6 separate regions of the Mus musculus genome follow, and regions 1, 2, 3, 4 and 6 are each linked to region 5. The links are chromatin contacts, called in public ChIA-PET and HiChIP or PLAC-seq maps. All regions are on one chromosome and are shown on one strand. The core of a region is the stretch at or near the end of the contact, and the rest is flanking DNA. Distances in the headings are between cores, read along the strand shown.

Region 1 (2,794 bases), core at 234-2,733, 420 kb before region 5:
GTTAAGGGTATTGGTTGCTCTTCCAGAGGACCCAGGTTCATTTCCCAGCACCCACATGAGGGCTCACAACTCTCCAGGGGATCCAGGGGATCCAGCACTCTCTTACAGACACACATATAGGCAAAATACCAATGCACATAAGACAGAAATAAACTGCTTTAAAAAGCAATAGTAAAATTATTTATATGGTACAAATATCAGATTATAACTAAAAACTGTATTGAAACTTTTCCCAAAGTTAAAAAATTATTCAAATTTAATTAATATTTCTTTTTCTCTATCTGAATCACACTCTTCCTTTGACAAACCATAACTTAAAATTGGAACATTATCTAAATTATTATGTTATCGTGCTTAGTAACAAACCAAAGATGGTTAGTTAAATGCCTATACACATATAAAAGCAAAGAAATGCTCAAATAAGTTAGTGCTTATTTCTGTACTTGGTCACATGATTTCTGCTAATATTTGTAACTTCCTTCTTCCTTTGACCTCTCATTCCCTTTGGTTTCAAGCAAGCACTTTGGCTGCTTAAAGTTCTTTGTCTAATGCAATAGTTACCAACCTGTGAGCTTCGACCCTTGGTGTCAGGTGACATTTTCCTAGTGGTCACCTAAGACCATCAGAAAACACAGATATTTACATAATGATTCATAACAGTAGCAAGATCACAGTTATGAAGCAGCAATGAAAATCATTTTGTGGTTGGGGGGGTCACCACAACATGAGGAACTGTATTGAAGGCTCACAGCCTTCAATTAATTAATTAGGAAGGTTGAGAACCACTGATCCATTGGAATAAATTAAACTTTAACAAGGAGGAAGAGGAGGAGGAAGAGGAAGGGGAGGGGGGAAGAGGAGGAGGGAGAGGAGGAGAAAGAGGAGGAGGGTGAAGGGGAGGAGGAGACAGAGGAAAAGGGTAGGAGGAGGGGAAGGGGGGGGGAGGAAATCACCTCTGAATAGTGCTGAGGAACTAGCTAACACCAGTCCCCACCAGTTGGGCAGCTTATGTCTAGTAAATTCCTTCTTGGTTGGTTTTCTGTGTGACACCAGGAAGCAGGCTAGAATTCATTCTCATGTGTTATTTCCCTAGGCTATAATCCGTGTTCACTGGTCTCCAAGGGGCTGTGCGTGCTGTCAACACTCAGAACCTCTAATAGTGCTCATAATGTGTGCTTAATGTCTGCCATTCTTATTCAACCAGTGAATTAAGTCACTCCTGAGGCAACAAATAGAAATGGTGGTGCTTTATGCTAACAGCAACAGAGAAAAATAAAACAGAAACATTTCTTAAGATCAAAGCAAACACAATAGAAAATTTAAAAATGAAAATAAAATGTATAACAAAGTGTTATGAAAGCCACAAAACAGCCACCAGTCCATCTTTTTATGACCGCAGGGCTGCGCTGATGTTCAGGCCAGCCAGCCACACAGAGAAGCTGGCATGATTAGATTCTGTTCATTCAGAAAACTCCCTCAGTGATATAGACCACAAGTTTACTAATCATTTAGAGCAAACTAATTTAAATTTAAATTATGGTGTTATCGCTCTAGTGAGTCACAATTTTATGACTTCATAGCACACACGTTCTCACTTCTCGTTTTGTTCCTCCTTCTTAAATTGAGGTTTTAAAAATTCTCCATTTGTGTGTTTGTCTAGAATATTTGTATACCTGTAGCTAGTCCTGATAGCACCTAGCAGATACTTTTTCACTGATGCCTCCTGGCCAGATACTACTTTAAATCACGTAGTTATTTGCCTGTGAAAACTATTTGACATTTCTGTTTTGAATTTACTAAGTTGAGAATTTTCATTAGGAAATTGGCTGGGCCATCCATCTCCCAAAGAGCCCCAGGTGTTTTCTTGTTTTTTTTTTGTGTGTGTGTGTGTGTTGTTGTTGTTTGTTTGGTGTTTGGTTGTTTGTCTGTTTTTATCCTTCCTGGGGACTTCTTTTGTTTTCTTTTGAAAGCCACTCCTACAACATGACCTGCCTCGGAGGTAGAGCCTTTGTTATAGCCCCGCTGAGCTGGAAATCTGCACACGTTTCTCTTTCATTTGCTCATTAATCTAACAAATAATCATTAATTGCCTGCCTCTGTAGATCCCTGGCATACAGTTGTGAGAAGATGGATGTAGCCCCTCCCTAATAAAATTTAAAGTGTCTTGTTACGTGGATGATTATCTGAATAATGATCTAATTGAGAATGGTGAATGCCATGAAGAAAAAAAATCAAGAGAAGGCAGGAGACAGCCCAGTTGTTACATTCTTTGCCATGCAGGCATAGGGCATGGGTTACTAATCATTTAGAGCAAACTAATTTAAATTTAAATTATGGTGTTATCTCTCAGATAACAGAGAGTCATTTGCTTGTAATCCTAGCACTGGGAAGGCAGAGACAGGAGAATACCTAGGGCTGCTGACTGGCCAGCTTTGTCTAGCTGGTGTGCTCCAGGGCCAGACCCTGCCTCTGAAGCAACATGTATGGCTTCTGAAGAATAAAACTTAAGGTTGACCTTGGAACTTGACATGTGCATACACATATGTACCTGTGTAAACACACACAAGAAAAGAAAAAGAAGATGTGGTAATATATACAAATCAATCCTGTTGAGAGAGAGCAATGTGACTTATTAATCAGGGTTATTCTCCTCTCTAGGGTCAGCTTGAGTGTTGTTGGGCACTGTGGCTGAGCACTGTCATGGTTTACTCATGCTAAGTCTAGCCTATCGCGTCATTATCAAGTAGACAAACCCTATGTGGGTATAATACGTTGCCTGATATGTCTAAATTCC
Region 2 (2,700 bases), core at 8-2,507, 470 kb before region 5:
CCTTGGACTTCTGCCTGGCTATCTCGAATTTTTGTCTCTGTGTACATTTGAAATAAAATAAAAATATTCATGGAAGAAAGAAACTTGCTGCTTTAATAGAATATCTTACTGACAAATGTGTCCTAACTCAAAAATAATATTCACCTTCCATGTCTAAGCTAAATACCTTTCTTACTTGTTTCCATTACAAATTCTTATTTTGAAATAGATCGAAAATATTGCCTGTTGAGGAAGAATTCAACTTTACTCCCTTTGAATCCTTATTTGTATAATTGTATAACGTTGGCTCTTTATTTTGTTTGCTTTCAAGTGGACTTTTGCCAAAAGCAATAAAATCCTAAACTGACCATTATAAATGTATTCATAGTTTCCTCCTGTGAGTAAAGATAGAGGGGTACTCAGTGCTGCCCTGTGCATCTCTGTTCACCAGGTCTGCAACACCAACAGCATCCACATATTTGAAACCCTGGAGGACATTGGTTTGGTTTTTATTCAAAAATTAACTCTCATGAAACTTTATTTCGCTTCATCTTCATCTTCCTACTTGGATGCTCTTACCCACAGACACACTGGCTTCTTTCATTCGTCAGTGGGAGAATTACACTCTGGCTACAGAGGCGACATCGTGAGTACTTCCTAAGTCATAAGTAGAAAGAAGTGGATTCATTTTAAATTTATTATTCAATAAAATATTATCCCCCATTTGGGACAGATACAGAATTTGTGGCTCATTTGAAATACCAGCCTGTAACCTCATTTTTCTCCAGAGAACAGTACATCCTTCTGAGCTTGACCCTATAAAGCATTTTATTTATTTGCTTTTTAATTCCAGGGTTGATCTTGGTCTTCACACACCCTGGCTGGTTCAGGGTGAGCTGTGGCAGCTTGCCTCCATAGTCTTTGGGGGAGGATGACAAGAAGTGCTTCTCACTTTGAAAAAGATCTTTACAGTCCACAGCAGCCAGCTTAGATTTTGAAAAGTTTTGCCTGGATCTGTGACAGCTGGTGGGTTTGCTCTAGTCGCTCATTCACTCACCTGAGGGGATGGCCCTGCTTTCGTTTCTTCTCAGGGATTGACAGGATCTAATTCCATATACACATTTTCACCATAAATCTTATAATGCTTAAGAATAGAAACAGTGTTCTTAGTGACGTCTTTCTAAGGAGTAGGAAGAATAAGAGCAACGTTAACCTCCTCCAGGTCTATAATAAGGATCCTGAGCACAATATGCTGATGATGTCATTTACACAGGAATAGAAAGGCAGAAACCACAGAGCTGATGGCGTAAGCATGAAGGTTTGTTGAAAGTAGGATATGACTTAGGACTATAAATGGCTCAACTTTATAACTTCAAAGAAAAATTCTCTTACCATGAATCTATTGAAAATCCAAGACACATGTGTTAGATACAATGCATGGGAGAGGAGGCATGTGCTTGCTTTAGTATTTTGTATTATGTATTAAATCTGCTCCCTAACACCGATGCTTAACAAATGTAAAATTGGTAAAGAATAAACAATAAACACTACAGAACTTTTCCAAACCCTTCAGGTAGTCTCATGAACAGTGCAGATAACCTCCTCACACTCCTCATTAATGCCACGGAATATTCTAGACTTCGCCACGTGAGCTCCACCTTACAAGAGAGTATGTGTCTTTCCTTGTCACCATATGCTAATATTTAGGGAACACCCAGTATTGCTCCATGGCTTCAGGAATGAAGCACACCCATGCTCCCGTCTACTTGCCAACACAGTGACTTGATCATCTCTCTTAGTTTGTCTTTCAGCCCCCTAACCTTACCCAATTATTTTTTAAAAAGCTCTGATTTTCCATATGTGGTTAGCCACCACAGTTACAATCTTCTAAAGAAATCTAACATTTTCTTTATTCCTCCCAACAAATTCTCTTCCTGCCTGACTCATTCTCTTCACTTTAATCATTAATTTGTTGTTTCTATTGTTTCAGGTCTTTAACAGACATCTAGTCTTCTACTCTGGCAAATCTCAAACTAGGGCATGAATCAGAATCACTTGTGAAAACATAGGTTGTGAGCCCGACCCTCCAAATCTCCCAGTGAGACTGTCTGAAGCAGAGCCTGCGAATTTATATTTTTGACAAGTTCCAGGAAATTATAACGCTGATAGATGAGAAACCACCCTTTTCAGACCAGTGACCTTATTATCTACAATGCTTATTCCATGAGACAAACACATACTGAAGAATAAGGACTTTGGAACTAGAGACCTGTCTTAGTAAGCTCCCTGTTGCTGTGAAAAAAGACCATGACAAAATCAACTTGAAAGAAAAGTATGCTTTGGCTCACACACTAGCACCATCATGGTGGGGAAATCCTAGAGGCAGGAGAGATTGAAGAGGCAGCTGGTCACATTACAACTCTCAGTCAGAAAGCAGAGGGAGATGAGTTCACACTGTCTCTTTTTCTACTTACACAGTTCATGATCCCACATAGGGAATTGTGCCGCCCACAGTGGACAGATCTTTCCACTATATGCACAATCAAGTCACTAACGCATAAGCATGCCCAGAAGCCAGTGTTCTAGAGGATTCTAGACTGTCAAGTTGACAATTAATACCAACTTTCATAAGACCTAGTCTCAAAGTTTATGTTATATCTTTTTAATTAATTTTTAAATTTTTGAGTAAATTGTTGAGTTAAAAGTAGTATCTTGCTGTTT
Region 3 (2,736 bases), core at 138-2,637, 390 kb before region 5:
GCCCACAGTGACACACCTACTCCAACAAGGCCACACCTCCTAATAGTGCCACTCCCTAGGCAAGCATATACAAACCATCACAATGGCCATGGCGGTTTTCTCTCTCTTCCTTCCTGCATGAGACAAGAGCCACCGCCAGAGACTGATGTCCAAGCTTTGTGTCCATCCATGCTTGGGTTTGGGGTGATGTGTGAGAGCTTCACAGCCTCTTACCCCCCAGCCTCCAGTTCCCTCTTCTTACATTGGCCAGGGCAATCCGTCATAGGTACAAGGAGCTTAGACTGAACACTTAGTTCAAGACCTGCAAAAAGCAAGAGTGCAAATCCTACTTGTTGATTTGTCCTCCAAAGACCTCAAGGCCATTTCTTATGAATGAGAAAGAGCCAGTGGGCACCACAGATTGGAAATATTCGTGAACTGGCTAGCTTGCCTTACACACTATTTTAGCATTAGTGCTAGCCACACAAGGTTTGGAAGATACACCCCACTGTTTCCATGTCTCCATATTTCAAGGAAGTAAATCTATTAAGAGTAAGAGAGAAAAACAGAGAGGGGATGAGAGAGGGAGAGAGAAGAGAGAGAGAATTTTAAGTTTTGAAAAGAAGCTTAATGTTGATGACTTGAGAAAAGAACACTGTCTGAGTAACGTTTTAAAAAAATAATAATAACAGCCATTTTCCAAAGAGCTGCACAGGTACTTTATGTAAACTGAATCCAAGAGGGGAGAACAACTTGAAAACATGCTTTACTGTTTTTTTTTTTAAAAACAATTTTAAAAATGCTTTTAAATTGAATTCAAACACAGAAGCTAGGTTGTTTGGTGTGCCTGTCACTGTGGGACTGACTGGGTTTGACACTGTGGTTGGTTGATGCCTCTGACCTTTCCCTAGCGACCTGCTCATTTGAGGCTGTCCTGCACTTAGGGGAGGGAAGCCTCCTAGGGCCCAGCAGGCTGCCCTGCTGAGGAGCACCAATGGCCAACTCCTGCGCACTGAAGGAGGAGACAGGTGCTTTGTGTTGAGAAATACGGCTAGATCACGATCACGTGTCAGGAGAGGAACAAAAGGCATTTTTGGGAATCACCTCTTCTCCAGGCTTGGGAGGAAACATGGATGGTTCTTAAGTAAAGCCCATGCTCCTGCTCGGAAGAACCCTCTGAGTCTCCAATTACTTAAGTTCCTTAGAGCCGCAACGAAAACACTCAATTAATTCCAGTGACCAGATAAACCTGCTTGCTTTGTGGTGGCACTTAAGTCTCATTAGAAAAAAACTGACAGGAAGGCCTCACTGCCTTTAGTCACTTCCTAATTACACTAATTTTGTTTGAGTGACATGTTGGGCTTTGGGGGAGGGGAAAATGAGGGAAAGAAGGCTACAATACGAGCCCTTATTCTCAGTCCCAGACAGCACAGGAAATCCTCAATTCAGCTGTATCACTGCCCTCAGCACTCAACAAACCACAAGCATTATATTTAATATTCTTAGACTCATAATAATGGTTTTATGTGACATGGCAAAGTTAAGTCGTTCCTTCTATACTCTCCTTTTTTTTCCCCCTGTGATTGCAGAATCCATGCTTCTTGAAAGAAAATGAAGTTAAGAACAGATCGTTGAATGTTTAAACTCTCTCCCTGTCTCTCCCTAGATTTGTGAATGCTCGTATCCCTCGGTGTGTATGCATGCACGGTGCCATCCACTTTTTTTGAGACTCCATCTCTCAATGGCCTGAACCTCACCAAGTAACTTACTTAGGGACAGAGAGCACCAGGGACCCACCTAACTTCACCCCACTCCCCACCCCCACCCCTCCTTCTCAAGCACTAGGATTAAAGGCAAGTGGGCCAATACACTGGGTGGGGGGGGGGCGCTGGTGTTTCTTTTTCTTTTTTTAAAAACTTGATTCTAGGGATCAAACTCAGGTCCCTGTGCTTAGAAAACAAGCCACCTTATCTGCTGAGCCATCTTCCTAGTCCTCTCTTAAATAGTGCTCCTGCAATGATTCCCACTGGTAGGGAAAATATAGTGCAATGTCGCTGGGAATTACGCATTTCATAAGAGGTGACGACTTCTGCTTGACAGGACTGAGAGGATCCCAAACCAAGGAAGAAACAGCAATTTAGACAGTGGAGAAAGTCTGCCCACAGGCACCGCTCTGCCCTGTACTCTCTTTTCTGGTGCTAGGTCTGATTTAGAACAATGTCTTCCTTGTGGGCACCCTTAAAGGTCGACAGGACCCCGACAATTAGAAACTTGGCACATTGCCTTCTGAACTGGTGGCCCTCTAAAGGTCTGGAACTAATTTTCTTTCTACTTTGTTTGGTCCCCAGGCACAGACTAAGAACTGTTTCTTTTGGGAGGCCTTTCCTACCCCCATTATCTGAGTGACCGGTGACCTAGAACCCAGAGGGTAACAGTTGTAGACTGTGTGCTCACTTTGTGATAAGCTTTTGAGAAGAGCCACCTCACCAGCAGGAACTGCGCAGCCTGCTGGGAAGGAAAGGAGCAAGGCATCTCACTCCTCCGTTCTCTGTGCTGGCCTTGGGAACAGAGCAGAGAAAGAACCAAGGTAGAAATACCCCCAGAAGCTGTGTGGGTTTAGCTGACTGCCTCTCTCCTGCAATAAGAAATAACTTGGAAGCCTAAAGTCTCTGACAGCATCCTCCTCCCTTGACAGACCATCAAAACATGCTTAAGAGTGTGCACTCATCCTTCATGTTTACATGTCTATACTAATCT
Region 4 (2,984 bases), core at 64-2,563, 410 kb after region 5:
CATGGGAACTCTTTAAACCATGCCAAATTATAAACTCTTCCACTCACCACAGTATCTGAGGTAATTTTTTAAAAAAACAAACAAACAAACAAAAAACAAAACAAAAAAAACTGGTTCTTTGGGCAAGATTCTAACAAAGATCACACACATTTGGTGTGTTTCACGGTGCTTTTACTCCAACATATAGTTATTTGACCGTTCAAAGTAGTAAGAGAATGGGAAATTGAAGCCACCAAAACTCGAAGGTGAAATGAGTTGGGGAAGGTCAGGCCGCGCTTTGAAAACTCAAACGAAACTCTGCACACAGCTGGCTGCTTAGCATAAGGGCATTTCTGTACTCCCAAGACTGCACAGAGAACAGAACATCACTTCAGTGGGCCACAGGTGTGTGTTTGCAAAAGCAAAACCTACCCACCTCCTAACTGAAGAGAAGTGATTGAAGCAATTATTCGCAATGGTGGGAGGAAGTGTTTTTCCGAGCCTTGTACTTGGACCCAGGGTCTTCGCTGCCGGATAATGAATAAATCAGCGGAGGATCTCCCGCACAAATACAGTCACTTGCACCAGCACACCCTCAACTAGGAGCGGCCGGCCTGAATAGTCCTGCAACCACTCTTGCCGCTCTCAAGGTGAGGCGTGATGTAAATAGGAAGCTTGCTTCCCGCCCACGAAAAACAAAACAAAACAAAAATCCCCCCCCCCCCCCAACCAAGACAGCCAGGAGAAACCGGCTGGGCAAAGCAACGAGCCGAGCTGCCACTCACCTGCGTTGTAAAAACGGTCCAGCACGGCGGTTTCCCCGAAGTCCAGCTTCCCGAAATGCAGGGTCTCCAGGGTGGCGCCCACCGCCTCGCACGCCTCCCGCAGGCTCTGCAGGGCCTCGCTCTCCGCCACCACCAGCTGCCCCTGGCTCGCCTCATTGATCACATAAGCCACGGTGGTACGCCGGCCGCCCCCGCTGCCAGAGTTGCCCCGGCCTCGGGTGGCGCTGCTCCCGGGGGCGGTGGTAGGGCAGCTGGTGCCGGGAGCCGCCGCGCTCTCCACGTTCCAGAAACTGCCCGGCGGTGGCGGCGGCGGCGGCACAAGCAAGGGCTGCAGGCTCGGCTCTCCCTCCGCCGCCGTCGCCGCTCCTCCTCCCCTCCGGCAGCTGCCGCCCTCCGGGATGGTGCAAAAGCCCACGGACGCAAAGGGCGGCACGGAGAAAGTGATGCCCTCGCCGGCTTCGGTGCCCATCTCTGCCTGCCGGGCTGCCACGGCGGCGACCCCGGAGTCCCCAGCCCAGACGCACCGTCTGGCTAGCCACAGCTCCGGGCTGCTCCGCGCGCGCCGGGCTAGGCAGCTGCCATCGCGCGCCGCGCCTTCACCGCCCCGCCGCCGCCTCCGCTCGGGCGCCCTGTCCCCCGGGGCCACGCCGCTGCCCGGCGGCGGCTCGCCCCTCCTCGGCGCCTCCGTGGCCACGCCGCTCGCCCGCTGCAGGGTGGAGAGTCCACGGGGTGGGGACGCCGGCCGCGGCGAGCGGGAAGGGACAGAGCTTCCTCCTCTTGGCGGGCGGACGAGTCGGCGGCCAACCTGCGCAGCCCGGCTCAAGGGCGCCGCGCTCGGGGAGCCGCGAGCTGTCGCCTGCCGAGCGCGGGCCGGGCGAGGGCGCCCTCTGGGTGCCGGCGCTACCTGGAGAACACCTTACGCGCGGTGGGCGGGCTACCCCGAGCCGCGTCCCGGAACCTCCGTGGCCGCTCCCGAAAGGATCCGCCTCTCTGCTCCGCAACAGCTCCCTTGCACCGACTCCGTCTCCTCCACCACCACCTCCTCCTTCCTTCCTTCCCTTCCTCTTTCACCGGTTCGCCGCGCCCTCCGAGTCCCAGCGACCGTCTCGCAGCCGCCCGTCCTCTCGGCTACCCGCCTGTGGCCGCCCACTCGTTGCAGCACAGAGAGCCAGGGCCCGCCCCTGAGGAGGGCGCTGCTGGGAAGCTGCAGCCTGGACCGAACCCACTGCTCCGGGACCTCAGAGAACTGGGAAAGAGGGCTGAAACCCTGTGCGCGCCTCGCTGCGGGACGGCGCAAAAGAAGAGTCTCTAACCCGCACTGTCCCGGTCAGCCCGCCAGGCGTTTGCAGCGCTGGGCGCAGCCACCGCGCCTCGCTCGTTCTGGTCCGCTCGTGGGCAGCGCGTGGCGCTGGATGCACCGTGGCAACACGCGTGCCGAGAGGCGGGAGGATCCAACAAGCGCCCTACAGCCCAGGCCTCAAATGGAAAGTGGTTTATAAGTGACAGGGGCGCTAAATTTAGAAGTGGTCGGCTAAATTTATCGTGGCAGCCGCTGGTACTTTTCATTGTAAAATTTCCAGTTGCTTACGCTGTTATCGTTAATGAGTAATTGATTGGCTCCATTGCCGAATGACTTAATACTCTCATATATCATCTTAAAGTCACCCCTTCCTCAAAATGCCAGATACCTAAGATAGAAAATGCATGGGAAAATTATCATTCAGAGTTGAAAGAGAGAAGTTAACTTATTTCATTTTTTAAAACTGAACCATACACAAATGAAAAGGCTTGATTGCTTTAGTGTGATCAAAAAGCTCCCGCTTATTTTGGGAAGCAAAACCAGATGTGTAAATTCCCAGAGAACTCTCCCAGAATGCTGTAGGTCATGTCAGGAAAGCCAAGGCAAGCTGCAATACGTAAAGGATTTGGATTTCCTAACTTGAGGTTAGTAAGCCAAAATGTAAGAGGCAAAATGTAAATTGGATGTCAAACTCCCCAAAGCCTTACTTAACACAGTATTAAGTAAGGGGAATCTGGGGGCGAGGGACACATTCAGACCAGAACACTGCCCAATTCTTAAATTGTTACAGTATTTTATTGATAGTTTCCAAATAATAAGGTCCTTTTTGTGACTTTATTGTACTCCCCAAGCAAACTGTAAGTCTGGGAGATTCATCTGTCACTCCAGTTCCTTTAAAACAGTCACCTAGTTCATTTTCT
Region 5 (2,700 bases), core at 113-2,612:
CCTGACTTTTGGAAGGCAATTTCTCAATCAGGGTTCCCTCTTCTCAGATCATTACAGTTTGTGTCAAGTTGAAATGAAACTAGCCAGTCACGATTCATCATCATTGAGGGAAGTCAGGCAGGAATAGAAGCAGAAACCCTGGCTCAGGCTCAACTAGCTTTCTTATACAGCTCAGAACTCATTATCCCAAGAATGGTATCCTCCACAGGGCTGGGCCCTACCACAACTATGAACAGTAAGGACACTCACTTAGAGACAGGGCCACAAGCCAACGTAATCTAAGCTATTTCTTGAGGTTCCTCTCCCCATAAGACTCTAATACCGAGTTGACAATAAAAACTAATCAGGGCAGAGAACATGTTCAAAATGGCACACTGTCCATCTGTAATCAGCCATTGGTAGGTGGTGGTGGGTGGTAACACCCCTGAGCAGGTGGCCCTAATTTTTATAAGAAAGCTGGTGGAACAAGTCAGTTATCAGCATTCCTCCATCAGCTCCTGCCTCCAGGTTCCTGCTTTGTTTTGAGTTTCTGTCCTAACTTCCTCCCATTGGTAGGGGGGGGGGATCAGGAGCTCAAGGAACGCCTGAACTGCATAGTGCCCTGCCTGGCTCAAAGAACAAAAACGACCCAAGAATAGCAGCAAAATCCAGACTTTTAGCCTAAGCTGCACCATATCCTGTCTCAAAGCAACGACAATAACGAGACCCAAAAATAAAGTTAGCAAAATTAATAAAAGACTTTTACCTGGTCTACGGGAACACCAAAATATTCCAGCACGTTTCTTAATATATTTAGAATGAAAGACATTGGTGAAGGAAGTTCAAGAAAACGCTGTTCGTTGGTACCTTAGAAGAGAAGTTATCAATTATTACTCTTGACAGGTAACTGCTACATAGACCGCACTAAGGAAACCACAGAGACCTTTCATGACACCATCAAGTGATTGCTCCTGGAGAGCTATTATTTTGAAGAGAGACTTAAAAGGAAAGAAAGAGCACTTTACTAAATTCCATTGCTATCTTACCGTGTGTGTGTGTGTGTGTGTGTGTGTGTGTGTGTGTGTGTGTGTAAAGGGATTGACAAGCAAATGTGCGACAGCCAAGATCACCATCCCTGGAGCTCTGCTGCCCCTGGAGAGAACCGCCCAGCCGCTCTCTTCACCCCGCGAGGAACGCCACCCGCCCGCGCTTCCGTCCGTCCGTCCGTCACCGGCCACCGACCGGAAGCCGAGGCCTAACGGAGCCCGTGCCACTCACCATCCCGCGGCATTGCACGGCGCCAGGCGGCCGGGGAAACTCTCCGGACGCGACCTACAGCCGCAGAGTAGCTTCTTCCCGGAATCGCTCGCCGCTTCCGACTCGACCCCAGCCTGGAATATCAAGCTTCGCGGGCCGGAGTTCGGAGTCTATCCCTATTGGACGCCGCCGGAGGACGCCGCCGGTGATTGGAAGGGTAAGAGCCAATAGGCGCATTCGAAAGGCGCATGCGCACCGTGCCCCCAGCATTCGGAATTGTGTCTTCTGCCTTTGCAACTTGTGCTTCACTCAGTCCTTTGCCAGTAAGGTGTCAAGCCTTCCCAACATTCAACAAAGAATCCGCCCACTTGTAATTGTTTAGTCATTCTGCGAAAATATCTAGCCGTTATGCTAAATGCTGGGATTACTCATGTTGAGCCACACTGTCCAGTCTAGTTGTTTACATGTCTTAGTGTGTGCACGCTACACATGCACATGCCAAAGTACCTGTTTCAAAGCCAAAGGACAATTTGTGTAGGATCCACGGATAGAACTTGAGACCTCAGGTTTGGTAGCAGGCTGCTTGAGCCATCTCGCTGACCCTAAGGCTTTTTTACACCTTTACCTTTCAAACTTTTGAAAGCTAATGAAAAGCAAAAAAGCTTTAATTAATCAAAACCAAAACAAAACCAAAAAACCCTTGTTTTGTATTGACAGTAAGAGATTATGGAAAGCAGAGTTATATACACTGGTCATAGCTATACTCACCACAACCCAATTCACAAATTGATATTTAATTGTAGTAATGTATTTAATTACAAAACCTCAGTTAAATAACTAAAGATTTGGCATGTCATGAGGACATGAGCATTAAGTTTTGAAATTCTTACATTTTCTTTTCCTTTCTTAGGAATGTTTTAATAATCTTAACAATTGCTGGGAGTGGTTGGCGCATGCCTTTAATCCCAGCACTCGGAGGCAGAGACAGGCGGATTTCTGAGTTCGAGGCCAGCCTAGTCTACAAAGTGAGTTCCAGGACAGCCAGGGCTATACAGAGAAACCCTGTCTCAAAAAACCAAACAAAACAAAAAACAAAAACAAATTACATATATATAAATATATGTATATATATAACATATATATATGAATATATGTATATTCTTAAAAAATAATAAGGCTGGGCATGGTGGTGCACGCCTTTAATCCCAGTACTTGGGAGGCAGAGGCAGGTGGATTTCTGGGTTCGAGGCCAGCCTGGTTAACAGAGTGAGTTCCAGGACAGCCAGGGCCACACAGAGAAACCCTGTCTCAAAAAAACCAAAAATAAAAAATAAAAAATAATACAGCATTTCTGAAAAGAAACAACCAAGACTGTATAAACTCTCTGGAGAAATGTGTTTTTTGGTTTTTGGTTGTTTTGGTTTGTTATTAATGTTTTGGGACATGATCGGAAATTAAAGAAAG
Region 6 (2,700 bases), core at 164-2,663, 490 kb before region 5:
TTTGTGGCTTGATAGAATTAATAATGATAAAATATACACACTACCTAGAATGGTCAGTAGATCTAGTATAATTTACCTCAAACTACTAACAACACTCCCTATATAGCCAAAATGAGTCACGAAACTCAGAGAGATCCAAGAAAGACCTTGAATACCTGGTGTATTCTTGAACAAAAACAATAAAACCGAGACTATTACAATATAATATTGAAACACACTATGGAAGTATAGTAATCAAACAGCATGGCATTGTCACAAAACGGACCCATTGACCAACTTCAGAACAGAATAAATATTTAGACACAAATCCCTGTATGCAGAGCCAACTGATTTTTAACAAAAGCAATAAGAATGCTAGAGAGAGGACAAAGTCTCCCAAAAACAGCACTGTGAGATGTTGGTATGTATATGTGTATCTGTATCTGTGTGTGTGTATGGATATATGTGTGTGTGTGTGTGTGTGTGTGTGTGTGTGTGTGTGTATGTGTGCGTATATATATGTATGTACATATATGTATGTTTATATTGTATATGCATATATATGTGTGTGTGTGTGTATGAATGAAATTAGCCCCCTCCATCTCATGTGATACAAAACCCATCTCAAAATAGATTAAGGAACTATAAGACCCAAGACAAAGGAACTACTGAAGAAAAGAGAAAGGGACACCTTCAGGATGTTGGGCAAAGATTTTTTTAAGGCCCTAAAACATGGAGAATAAAGGTGAAGTAAACAAATGGAGCTCTGTAAAACCACGAAGCCTCTGCACCACTGTGCAGTGGTAACAGAAAGAAAAATGGACACACTGCTTATTTGATAAGAGTTAGTGTCTGGAATATATATGAATCCCAACAACAGCAAGAAGTATGATTTTAAACAAAGGGCAAATACTTTGCACACACAGTTCTTAAAAGAGGAAATACAAGTGGCCAGTGAATACATAAGAAAGAGCTCAGCATCACTAGGAAAGCTCAGGATCATTAGGAAAATACAAATCAAAACCACACTGGAGTTTCACTTCCCCCACTGAGAGTGGCTTCTGTCAAAAGGACAAGACAGTATCGGAGAGGATGCAGAAGGTGGATGACTCACAGGCTGTTGGTGGCAGTGCACGTGGATATAGCCACCATGAAAATCTGTACGGAGTTCCTCAGAAAGTGAAAACGAAAGAACCATATACACAGCAACCACACTACTGAGTTTCTAAAGAAAACGGAATCGTCATGTCAAAGAGATACCTGGACATCTCCTTGTCCTGGAACTCTGTAGACCAGGCTAATCTTGAGCTCAGAGATTTGTCTACCTCTACCTCCCAAGTGCTGGGATTAAAGGTGTGCACCACCATGTCCAACTGGATGGACTTTTAAAAATAGATTGTAAATGTTCACATACGCATTCTGGAACCCACCGCTGAGTACGTAGCAGCCAATACACTATGTGGTCTTCACAGCTTTCTTGTCCCAGTTGTCACTCAGCCCCACTCCCTCCTGATAGAACTTCCCATTTTAAACTGTGTAACTATTTCTGGATGCATTACTATAACTCAGTACGTGTATACAATGTGTATTGACCAGGTCAGGTCAGCGAGCACTTCCATCTCTGCAGACATGGCTCCTGTGTGTTAGGGACCAAACACTTTTCTCCTCTGGTGATTTGGGGATGTGCAGTCTTTTTTTTTTTTTTTTTTTTTTTACTGAGGCTATGTTCAGTCTGCTTTGCTGTAGAACATTCCACTTACTTCCTGTCAGCTGTATTTTGGTTAACACTGTGGACTAAGCATTCCCTCCTACTCTTCCAGTGACATCTGTTTTACTTCCGAGTTATCAGTTCCACCTTTAGTGAGCAGGCAGTGTTTGTCTCCTGTGCCTTACTTACTTCACTTAATGTGGTGCTGTACTGCTCCACTATGTTATAATTTTACCTACTAACATAAATTATTATATTTTATAAAAATATTAATATTATCATGTATGTATATTATGCACATATTTACTTGTATATTTTTATATATTATATCTAATATATTACTTATTGCCTATTATAGAATTTTATCCTTTATGATTTAACATTATTCCATTGAAGACACACAAATAGCACTGATTAAACTCAGTGGGTCACAGAACAAACAAAGAGACAAGAATGTAGAACAAATAGCTGCTAGGGAGGTGTGGGGGTTGACAGGGGACAAGGGGGGAAATTAATCATAATGTTATAGTAATATACAATATAATACATATATAATCTATTATATTCACATATGCTACATATATTACACACATATATAATATACAATATATATATATTTAGGTATAGGCATATAGATATAGGTATAGATATAGACATAGATATAGATAGATATAGTCCAGGAACAAATTCAATGTTATTTTTGAACGAAAATTATAAAAAAATAATTCTAATCACACAAAGGAAATTATTTTAAATTAAAATACAACTACATCATTTATGCCCCTCTCTTTCTTATCTTCAAACACTCCTTTTTGATGCATCTGGAATTCATGGCCTCTTTGTCTTTAACTGTTATGGTTTTACAGACATACACACAGACAAACACACATACACATGCACACTATAGTCATATGCAACACACATATACACATGCACAGATACACACAGACACCCACACAGACATACACCCAATCACACACACACACAGATATATACAGTCACACACAGAGACA

The links. ChIA-PET counts read pairs in DNA pulled down with a chosen protein or histone mark. HiChIP or PLAC-seq counts read pairs in DNA pulled down with a chosen protein or histone mark.
Region 1: an H3K4me3 HiChIP or PLAC-seq map of bone marrow-derived macrophages shows a contact between it and region 5, with 3 times the contacts expected there. The contact joins the enhancer-like site here to the promoter of Mtfr2 in region 5. A contact is called at or near these places in 2 of 39 promoter capture datasets (the C10 cell line and liver), 1 of 484 Hi-C or Micro-C datasets (bone marrow-derived macrophages), 2 of 115 datasets of contacts at active chromatin or transcription factors (bone marrow-derived macrophages and large pre-B cells) and 2 of 9 other capture datasets (adipose tissue and macrophages).
Region 2: an H3K4me3 HiChIP or PLAC-seq map of bone marrow-derived macrophages shows a contact between it and region 5, with 4 times the contacts expected there. The contact joins the enhancer-like site here to the promoter of Mtfr2 in region 5. A contact is called at or near these places in 4 of 39 promoter capture datasets (the C10 cell line, cranial neural crest, hippocampal neurons and 1 more), 2 of 115 datasets of contacts at active chromatin or transcription factors (both in bone marrow-derived macrophages) and 2 of 9 other capture datasets (liver and pancreatic islet).
Region 3: an H3K4me3 HiChIP or PLAC-seq map of bone marrow-derived macrophages shows a contact between it and region 5, with 4 times the contacts expected there. The contact joins the enhancer-like site here to the promoter of Mtfr2 in region 5. A contact is called at or near these places in 13 of 39 promoter capture datasets (the C10 cell line, the HPC-7 cell line, cranial neural crest and 8 more), 3 of 115 datasets of contacts at active chromatin or transcription factors (astrocytes and bone marrow-derived macrophages) and 3 of 9 other capture datasets (adipose tissue, liver and pancreatic islet).
Region 4: a contact with region 5 is called in an RNA polymerase II ChIA-PET map of memory CD8 T cells, with 13 read pairs. The contact joins the promoter of Map3k5 here to the promoter of Mtfr2 in region 5. A contact is called at or near these places in 2 of 484 Hi-C or Micro-C datasets (the N1E-115 cell line and embryonic stem cells) and 2 of 115 datasets of contacts at active chromatin or transcription factors (memory CD8 T cells and pancreatic cancer cells).
Region 6: an H3K4me3 HiChIP or PLAC-seq map of bone marrow-derived macrophages shows a contact between it and region 5, with 7 times the contacts expected there. The contact joins the enhancer-like site here to the promoter of Mtfr2 in region 5. A contact is called at or near these places in 7 of 39 promoter capture datasets (the C10 cell line, cranial neural crest, hippocampal neurons and 2 more), 1 of 484 Hi-C or Micro-C datasets (bone marrow-derived macrophages), 4 of 115 datasets of contacts at active chromatin or transcription factors (bone marrow-derived macrophages, effector CD8 T cells, large pre-B cells and 1 more) and 3 of 9 other capture datasets (adipose tissue, liver and macrophages).

What each region holds. Positions count from the first base shown.
Region 1 is chr10:20,768,425-20,771,218 of GRCm38.p6, reverse strand. No RefSeq gene overlaps it. Among named protein-coding and RNA genes, the nearest start is that of Gm33510, 69 kb to the left of the region's middle. Within about 2 kb of position 1,483, at least 16 of the 459 cell types and tissues checked have an H3K27ac peak or open chromatin away from gene starts, as enhancers often do. A contact at or near this core is called in bone marrow-derived macrophages and macrophages, where this site is marked.
Region 2 is chr10:20,817,283-20,819,982 of GRCm38.p6, reverse strand. It overlaps Gm33510 (a long non-coding RNA gene), which reads left to right. Exons shown (of 3, transcript XR_380150.1): 3 at 1-62. Among named protein-coding and RNA genes, the nearest start is that of Gm33510, 20 kb to the left of the region's middle. Within about 2 kb of position 1,257, at least 17 of the 459 cell types and tissues checked have an H3K27ac peak or open chromatin away from gene starts, as enhancers often do. A contact at or near this core is called in bone marrow-derived macrophages, where this site is marked.
Region 3 is chr10:20,735,957-20,738,692 of GRCm38.p6, reverse strand. No RefSeq gene overlaps it. Among named protein-coding and RNA genes, the nearest start is that of Gm33510, 100 kb to the left of the region's middle. Within about 2 kb of position 1,387, at least 38 of the 459 cell types and tissues checked have an H3K27ac peak or open chromatin away from gene starts, as enhancers often do. A contact at or near this core is called in the HPC-7 cell line, bone marrow-derived macrophages and second pharyngeal arch cranial neural crest, where this site is marked.
Region 4 is chr10:19,932,855-19,935,838 of GRCm38.p6, reverse strand. It overlaps Map3k5 (mitogen-activated protein kinase kinase kinase 5), which reads right to left and starts at 1,313. Exons shown (of 30, transcript NM_008580.4): 1 at 765-1,313. The coding sequence starts at 1,233.
Region 5 is chr10:20,346,481-20,349,180 of GRCm38.p6, reverse strand. Mtfr2 (mitochondrial fission regulator 2) reads right to left here and starts at 1,362. Exons shown (of 7, transcript NM_027930.3): 1 at 1,258-1,362; 2 at 746-846. The coding sequence starts at 1,270.
Region 6 is chr10:20,833,749-20,836,448 of GRCm38.p6, reverse strand. All of the region lies in intron 1 of Gm33510 (a long non-coding RNA gene), which reads left to right. Among named protein-coding and RNA genes, the nearest start is that of Gm33510, 3.7 kb to the left of the region's middle. Within about 2 kb of position 1,413, at least 60 of the 459 cell types and tissues checked have an H3K27ac peak or open chromatin away from gene starts, as enhancers often do. A contact at or near this core is called in adipose tissue, bone marrow-derived macrophages, macrophages and 2 more, where this site is marked.